Linked DNA regions of Mus musculus: region 1 is linked to region 2. A link is a contact called in public HiChIP or PLAC-seq data. All regions are on one chromosome and are shown on one strand. The core of a region is the stretch at or near the end of the contact, and the rest is flanking DNA. Distances in the headings are between cores, read along the strand shown. Region 1 overlaps Cwf19l2 (CWF19-like 2, cell cycle control (S. pombe)). Region 2 holds the start of Cwf19l2 (CWF19-like 2, cell cycle control (S. pombe)).

Evidence for each region. HiChIP or PLAC-seq counts read pairs in DNA pulled down with a chosen protein or histone mark.
Region 1: an H3K27ac HiChIP or PLAC-seq map of embryonic stem cells shows a contact between it and region 2, with 11 read pairs. The contact joins the enhancer-like site here to the promoter of Cwf19l2 in region 2. A contact is called at or near these places in 2 of 39 promoter capture datasets (liver and macrophages), 1 of 15 datasets of contacts at CTCF or cohesin (CD8 T cells), 2 of 484 Hi-C or Micro-C datasets (both in embryonic stem cells), 6 of 115 datasets of contacts at active chromatin or transcription factors (CD8 T cells, the SCID.adh cell line and embryonic stem cells) and 3 of 9 other capture datasets (adipose tissue, liver and pancreatic islet).

Annotation. Positions count from the first base shown.
Region 1 is chr9:3,436,995-3,441,033 of GRCm38.p6, forward strand. All of the region lies in intron 8 of Cwf19l2 (CWF19-like 2, cell cycle control (S. pombe)), which reads left to right. Among named protein-coding and RNA genes, the nearest start is that of Cwf19l2, 35 kb to the left of the region's middle. Within about 2 kb of position 2,742, at least 12 of the 459 cell types and tissues checked have an H3K27ac peak or open chromatin away from gene starts, as enhancers often do. A contact at or near this core is called in embryonic stem cells, where this site is marked.
Region 2 is chr9:3,402,783-3,407,327 of GRCm38.p6, forward strand. Cwf19l2 (CWF19-like 2, cell cycle control (S. pombe)) reads left to right here and starts at 1,303. Exons shown (of 18, transcript NM_027545.2): 1 at 1,303-1,408. The coding sequence starts at 1,316.

The sequences.
Region 1 (4,039 bases), core at 1,492-3,991, 36 kb after region 2:
GTTGCTTGTGTGTATTTTTGGTTAATGCTTAGAATATCTAGTAATGATTTCACTTTTGTTTCCTTGTTGATAGTCCATATTTTTGTTTTCTTCATCTGCTTTATTGATTGCACTCAAAAAGCAACTTTGGTTTTATTGAAGTTTTCTATGATTTGATTTTTATTTCTGCTTTTTAATTTTTTCTTATATTCTGACTACTTTTGATTTGATTTTTTTTAACTTTTTTTGATTAAAGGTGTTACCTGATATCTGTTGTTTCCAAATAAGTAATGAATTCTCTGCTTTCTACAAAGACAAACCCTAGAAGATCCCTACAAGTTGAGATACATTGAGTTTACACTTTTATTCAGTTCAAAATTTTCTCTTCTCTCTTTGCTTGATGATGGCTGCAGAGGGTCCAGGTAGCTGAAAGCCATCTAACAGTGCTTGTTATTGAGCTCCTATTTAATATCAGAAAACCTTTTTCGGACAACCTGGTTTCTTAGACTTCCTATGAAAACCAATTTTATGGCTCACAGAGTATGGTCTATTTTGGCAAACAGTTATATATATATACACATATATATGTGTGTGTGTGTGTGTATTTGTTTGTTTTATTCTTCTTGAACTAATGGATGTTGAGTGGTGTGTTCTGTAAGTTGTCAGTAGCTCACTTAGTTGTTATTCATCTTCCATATTCTTGCTAATTTCCTGTTTACCTTCTATAGTGTTTAGAAATACTGAAATGCATAGTTTTATTGTGGAGTAGTCTGTTGAAATACTATCAGTTTTTGCTTTGTGAAGCTTCCTTATTAGGTACATGTATGTAGAGATTCTTGTGTTCTTTGATAGCTTAGTCCATTTTTCTTATAAAATAACCCTCTTTGTCCAGGGTACAACATCTTTTGTTATATAGTAATTTATCTCATATTAACATAGATACATCAACTTTCCTTTGACTAATATTGACACAGTGTATCTTTCATTCTTTTACATATATCACATTTATATATTTATAGAACTTCTTTGTTAATTGAAAATGTCCATAAGTAATACCTGCCTTTTACTACAGTTTTTTTAGTAATCCAATCTTTTAAAAATATTACTCAGTGTCAGTTTTTTTAATATCTGGGTTGTAGTTTTCCTGAGTAGAAGTACCTTTCGAGACAAGGTTTTGTATTGACAGAGGCCACCCTGTCCTTGAATACTCTATCCTCCTAGCCTCCTGTGTACAGATGTGAACCACCAAGCCTGACTATAAGACTAAAATATCTTTTTAATATCTTTGTTATTTCTTTATGAATATATGGGATGCATTTGTACTAATAACTAAATATGATTGTTTTTTTCTATCTGTCAGTTCTGATGGCTTTTGATTTTGATAAGGGTTTTCTCTTGATTATGAGTTTTCTCTTAATTACTTTTCTACTTACTTGCATATCTGATATTTGGGTGCTAGATGTTATGATATTTACTTGATGAGTGCTGCATTTTCTCCCCATTGTTTATTGATATGAATCATGGTATGAATTGATCAGTTTCATAAGAACATTTTGAGTCAAATGTGTCATGTATTTATTTTTGTTTTTTGTTCTGAAATGTTGAAAGTCATTTATTACTTAATTTTAACATTTCTGATTTGGGTTCTGAGCAGTATTTTACTGTATGGGGTATTATTTCCTAAGCATTTTACCCAATATTTTCTTACTTATGCAATTATGATTTATGGCTAATGGGACAATTTTTTTGTTTGTTTGTTTTGCGGGGGGGGGATTGTTTGTTTGTTTTTCGAGACAGGGTTTCTCTTTATAGCCCTGGCTGTCCTGGAACTCACTTTGTAGACCAGGCTGGCCTCGAACTCAGAAATCTGCCTGCCTCTGCCTCCCGAGTGCTGGGATTAAAGGCGTGCGCCACCACGCCCGGCTCGGGACAAATTATTGTGTAGACAATATTACCAGAATACCTCAGAACATTTCTTTAATTAACTGTAAATTTGTTTTTCTTTTTATAAGTATTGCCTTGACGAATATTCCAGGGCAGCCCTGAGGGACTCTCTCATCATATGCGTTCTTTTCTTTAGCACTCTGTACCAAGATCTTTGGATTTGTAGGACTGTTACTATTCTTTGCTTTAGACTCCTTCTGGCTCTTGCAAGGTCCCCCCCTCCCCTTGTGTTTTGTAGCTTTGACTCTTAAGTAGGTTATCTGTTGTTGGCTGAAATTTTTTCTTACATGAGGCTTTTTCTGAGATTTGCACATGATCTCAATTTTAAATTATGCCATAGACCAGCCCCAGTCGGCCTCTCTCAATCTGTGGAAAATTAGGGTTCCGGACAGGTGGGCATGGAGTTGGCGATGAAAAGAGTGACAAACAGACATGGACACAGAGAGAGTGTGTATCTGAATGTATTTTCTCAAAGCCAGCACCAGTCTTATAATACAGAAGACAAACAAGAAAGCTAGGCGAATACATTCATCAAGGTACACTGATTCTTAACACAAAACAAAGAAAATGCATACATAAAAAGATAGTGGGAGCCAGGCCTTGTTTACAACTGAGAATAGGAACAACCCTTAATTAAGATCAGCTAAACACAGGAGCCAGGTGAATGCTCTGATACAATGCTAGTCTATTGTTAAACCCACCACCAGAGGTCCTTTAGTAAATACCTGATTATGCTATTCCTCTGGGCCTAGTGAAAAACCTGATCCAGGGGAATTCAGTTCTACTAACCCTTTCATGGGTAATACTACAACCCACCTATTTCCTAGGCCATTGTGTTTTCTTGTGTATGGGAGTGACTCGCCTATTGTCCTAAGTAATTACTATGCAGACTAGCCCTGAGCTTTTCTAGCTCTGTTCTTTGTAATGCCTAATTAGTTTCACTGTCTCTACTAGAAGTAAATTTGAGTGTTACTGAGTAGATAACATTTTTCCTGAATTCCAAGCTCATGGCCGGCTTCAAGGACTTCCTAGGACATTGGAACACTGGCAAAGGCTTAGCTATATATCAAAATCAATCCCTAAAGGCACTTATAATAAAACAATACTGAAAGAGAGCACACGGATCTATACACCAGACTAACATGGGGACAGGTTTTGGGTGTACGTGCTATGGGAATGCCAGGGTTCAAGGAGGCTAAGTTTCCATGAAACACTGCCTCTGGACTGCTTCCAGGTTTCTAAACCTGTCACGCAGACTTCACTGGAGTGGATGTAGCAAAATTACTTTGGTTTTTAATTAATCGTGGGCCAGTTTTATAAGAGAATGCACAATTGTTGCTTTTACTTTTGGACTGCAACTAAATATTCTCAAGATTATAGCTCTAAGATGATCAATAACTTGTCATATGGAATACAGAATTTCTCAAGTTTAGAAAATTGTAGTGTGGTATTAGTGCTTTTGTTTCCTTTTTTTTTTTTTTTTTGTTTTTTTTGAGACAGAGTTTCTCTGTGTAGCCCTGGCTGTCCTGGAACTCAAACTCAGAAATCCACCTGCCTCTGCCTCCCAAATGCTAAGTTTAAAGGTGTGCACCACCACTGCCTGGCTGTTTTATTTCTTTCTTATAGTGTGTATAGATTCCGTTTGTTTATTTCTGCAACAGGGTCTCTAAATATGGCCCAGATTGGCCTCTTCACCATGTAGTTCAAACAGGCTTCTATCTCATGACAGCTGCTAAATTTGGTCTCCTGAGGTGTGTACTACTACACTGGTTGAATATTCAAAAATGCCATTTTTAAATACTAGTATATAATAATATTATTAATATAATATAAAACATTAACATATAATAGCAATATATATAATTTATATATTTATTTTAAAATTATCGGGACTCTTTTCAGTTATTATTGTAACAGTATTATATTGACCATTTTTTGAGTTCTTTTTTTTTTTTTTCATTTTTTGAGTTCTTAACAGAATGTTGAAGTGTAGTTCACCCTAGAATGCTGATTTTAAATTTTTTGTGTTAGAACTGTGACCTACTATTAGTGCTGAATGTTTTGCTGAAGTGAGTTAAGCTAATGCATGAGGTTGCTTTATGACTTATGCTTGTCC
Region 2 (4,545 bases), core at 53-2,552:
TCATGGCAAGTCTTTTTGAGTGCCTTTGGTAATGCGTGGGCAGGTATATTAGCCCTTCCTATCAACTCTGAATTGGCTGGTTATCCTTGCTTCAGATGCACAAACTGGAGTGCTGCCTCACAAACATAATGAATCAAATAAAGGGGTTGTAACCATTCAAGTTTGTCATCTTAAATTTGCTGAGTTGATATGGGCAAAAGGAGATAGAAATGGCTTATTTCAACTTTCCTGTTTCTATCCTAGTGGGCGAATCAAATGAAGCACAGATGGGGCTAGTCTTTTGATACAGAGACTTAATTATGCAAGATGCAATAAATACAACAGAGGTCACTGTTTTTTCTTTATGAGAGATAACCACACAACCAAGGCATCTTTCTTCTGGGTGATGAGGACTCTTCCTGCACCCAGGCTTGTGCAACACCAAGTCTTGACCTCCAAATAATTAAGAATTATTTATTTATTTATTTATTTATTTATTTAATGAGTGTTATGTCATCATGTAGTTGCAATGCCTGTGGAGGCCAGAAGAGGGAGATCTCCTGGAAATGGAGCTAGAGATGGTTTTGATGATCCCTGTGAGTTCCTGGATGTGGCCTTAGGTCCTTTGCAAGAACAGTTAGCACCTAAATCACTGACCCATCTCTCTACCCCAGTTTTAAATATATTTCAAGACACCCATCAAAGAAAAATACTGAACTTTTTTTTTTAATTACTTATTTTACTTATATGAGTACATTGTCACTGTTTTCAGACACACCAGAAGAGGGCGTTCAATCCCATTACAGAGGGTTGTGAGCCACCACGTGGTTCCTGGGAATTGAACTCAGGACATCTGGAAGAGCAGTCAGTGCTCTTAACCACTGAGTCATCTCTCCAGCCCCTATACTGATTCTTAAGAGCAATTTTTGTTTTTCCCTTTTCCCCCCACGTTCTGACTTTCTGATCAGGTTCCCTTCAGGTTGATGCACAGTCACAGGAAGTCAGGCAAGAAGGGGGAAGTAAGTAACTTCTAGCTTACTGGAGTGTTTTAAGAGTCCTATTGAGAAATGAGTTAATATATCGCAGGGCTCATAATAACGCATGTTTATATTAACTCAGCGCTTAGCGAACCTAGTACATCTGAAAGATCAACTCTCCAGCAGGCTACAAGTTTCCGCTGAACCTTTCACAGGCGAAACATTCGGAACTGCGCCTGCTCTGTTGGCATAGTAACGCCCCTTCCCTACTATTTTGAAATGCAGATTCGGTTTCTAAATTACGACAGTCGTAAACCGAGGTTTCCCGACGGCGTCCTTGCTTTTCGACGGCAACAACTATGGAGGCGTTTAGTGTAAGATTTGAAAGTGCTAGCAGTATCGAAGAGCGAAAAGAACAGACCCGTAATGCCAGGGCCGAGGTGTTACGCCAGGTATCCCGGCTTTGGAGAATTTTCTTTCTTCCTTTTTAAAACTGGGGTTGTACTAAGGGCTTCTGCATGCTAGGTAATCGCTTTCCGAGATTTAGTTCTTGAAATACTTTCGTTTTATAAATCTTACGGTTTCGGAATGTTATTTAAAAGTTGTAGGACTTGAGAATCCTGGGAGATAGTCCACTCACTTCTCTCGTTACTTCGGTATCTCACCTTGTCTGATTTTGGTCTTTTTCCAATGCAGTTGTCTTCTAAACGCTCGGACCGGCTCCATTTGCTATTTCTCTCCGCAAAAAGATTGATTGGTTTCCTTCCAGTTTCCTTAGTTTTTAAGCACTCTTGATATTTCAGCCGCCTGGATTGCTCAGTTTCTGTGTCCAGTGTCACATCCGAGGACTCTTCTTACCAGTTAATTCGAAGCATGAGTCATTGCCCCGGCTTATTGGAAGTAGGACACATTTGAATACGTTGGTGTTTCCTCCACGTTTTCCTTTCAACTCCAGGCTTAGGCCAGCCTTTACTGATTGAAACACTGTTTTAGCATAAGAGACTCAGAATATGTGCTCCCCGACCCCAGGTTTTGGAAACAGAATTCTCATTAACATTGAAATGTATGGAGTTTATAAAAACGGAAGAAGTAAATTATTGAACAGTTATTGACAGTTATTCCTGATTAATTGTGACAGTGAAAAAGATGAATTTGTAGTTGAACAACGGAATGTTCCGTGACTATGTTTTGGGTTTTTTGTTTTATGATAAAAGAATTTTAAATAAGTTTAAATGCATATAGAGAGTAGAAAATAAATAGGAAGAATGAGTAATGCCTTCCTTCAGTCACATTTTAAGGGGATGGGTGGGCAGTTAGTCTTGGTCAGATAAAGCATCATGAATATTGGCTGATTTCAAAATAGATATAATGAATAATCATAATGACTGTCTGTTTGATATTTCAAACAGTTTTTGGAAGAAACTCTTTGTCAGCTGTGAAGAATTTTAGACAAATCTACATACAGTTTGATAAGGACCAAAGTCAGCTTAGGAATTTTGACAGATGGATGAGAAAGCAGAAGAAACTTCTTGCATTGTATTACTATTGTTGACTGCTGACTAGAAATTAGCCATATGGTTCTTTCTTTTTAAGAGGATAACTTTTCTGAGTCAATTGTATTGGCACTGTCTATTTTGAAGGCATGGAAAAAGGTCAGATTTATAACTTTTGGGAAAGTCTAAAGAACTAGCCACAGTGACAATGAAGGTTAAAGTGATTCCAAATCCTATTTGAGACAGAGAGAAAAGAGGATATATGTTAGTCTTGTACTGAATACTGTGTGTGATTTGTACCCAAATTTAGTGAAGATTGGTAGTCCCAAAGGAAAGCTATTAATAACTTCCTTTTATTAATCATTTTGTTTATCTTTCAAATGTTATTCCCCTTCCCAGTCTCCTCTTCACAAATCCTTCCACCCTTCCTCCTCCCTTTTGCCTCTAAGAGGGTACTTCCCCTTCCACCACCCACTCCTGTCTCAGTCCTCTAGCATCCACTTTCTCTAGGGTATCAAGCCTCCACAGCACCAAGCACCTCCCCTCCCATTGATGCCAGATGAGGCAATAATCCTCTGCTACATATGTAGGGGGAGCCATGGACTCTTTGGTTGGTAGTTTAGTTCCTGGGAACTCTGGTTAAATTGATACTGTTATTCTTTCTATGGGGTTGCAATCCTCTTCAGCTCCTTTACCCCTAACTCTTCCATTAGGATCCCCAGGCTCAGTTCAATGGTTAGCTGTGAGTATCTGCATCTCTCTTAGTCAGGTGCTGGCAAAGCCCCTCAGAGCTATACCAGGCTCCTGTCTGCAAACACATCTTGGCTTCAGCAATAGTAAGGGGGGTGGGGAGTGTGTTGGTGTCTGTGGATGGAATGGATCCCACAGTGGGGAGGTCTCTGGATGGCCTTTTCTTCAGCCTCTGCTCCATTTTTGTCCTGGCATTTCCTTTAGATAGGGACAATTATGAGTTAAATTTTTTTAGATGGGGTAGGGGTTGGCCCCATCCCTCCCATGGGGGCCATGTCTATCTACTGGAGATGATCTCTTCAGGTTCTATCTTCCTACTGTTGGCTATTTTGGCAAATGTCATCCCCATTGGGTCCTGGGAGTCTCTCGAATTCCTGGTGTTGAGGACTTTCTAGTACTTCCCCAAGTTCCCCACCCCCACTGGTACTTATTTCTATTCCTTCTCCTGGGCCTATGGACTTCTCTCCTATCTCCTGTCTCTTCCAATACCTGGTACTGCCTCCGCTGGCCCCTCCTTTCCTTCCCCGCCCCTTTCCCACCCAGAACCCTCCTTTCCTCTGCCTCCCGTGATTATTTTGTTCCTCCTTCTAAGTGGGTTTGATGCATACACGCTATGCCCTTCCTTCTTGTTAAGCTTAATATGATCTGTGGGTTGTATCATGGGTATTCTGAGTATTTCAGTTAGTATCCACTTACCAATGAGTACATACCATGTATGTTCTTTTGGGTCTGGTTACCTCACTCAGGATTATATTTTCTAGTTCCATCCATTTGCCTACAAAGTTCGTAGTTGTCATTTTAATAGCTGGGCAGTATTCCATTGTGTTAATGTACCTTATTTTCTGTATCTATTCTTCCGTTGAGGGACATCTGGGTTGTTTCCAGCTTCTGGCTATTATAAATAAGGCTGCTGTGAACATAGTGGAACATATGTCCTTGTTATAGTGTTGGAGCATCTTTTGGGTATATGCCCAGGATTGGTGTAGCTGGGTCTTCAGGTAGAGCTATTTCCAATTTTCTGAGGAACCATCAGATTAATTTCTAAAGTGGTACTAGCTTGCAATCTCACCAGCAATGGAGGAGTGTTTGTTCCTCTTTCTCCACATCCTTGCCAGCATCTGCTGTCACCTTCATTTTTTATCTTGGCTATGCTGATTTGTGTCAGGTGGAATCTCAGGGTCATTTTGATTTTCATTTTCCTGATGACTAAGGAAGTTGAACATTCCTTTAGGTACTTCTCAGCCATTTCTTTAGTTGAAAAATCTATTTAGCTTTTTACCCCATTTTTAAAAATATTTTTATTAGGTTTTTTCCTCATTTACATTTCCAATGCTATCCCAAAAGTC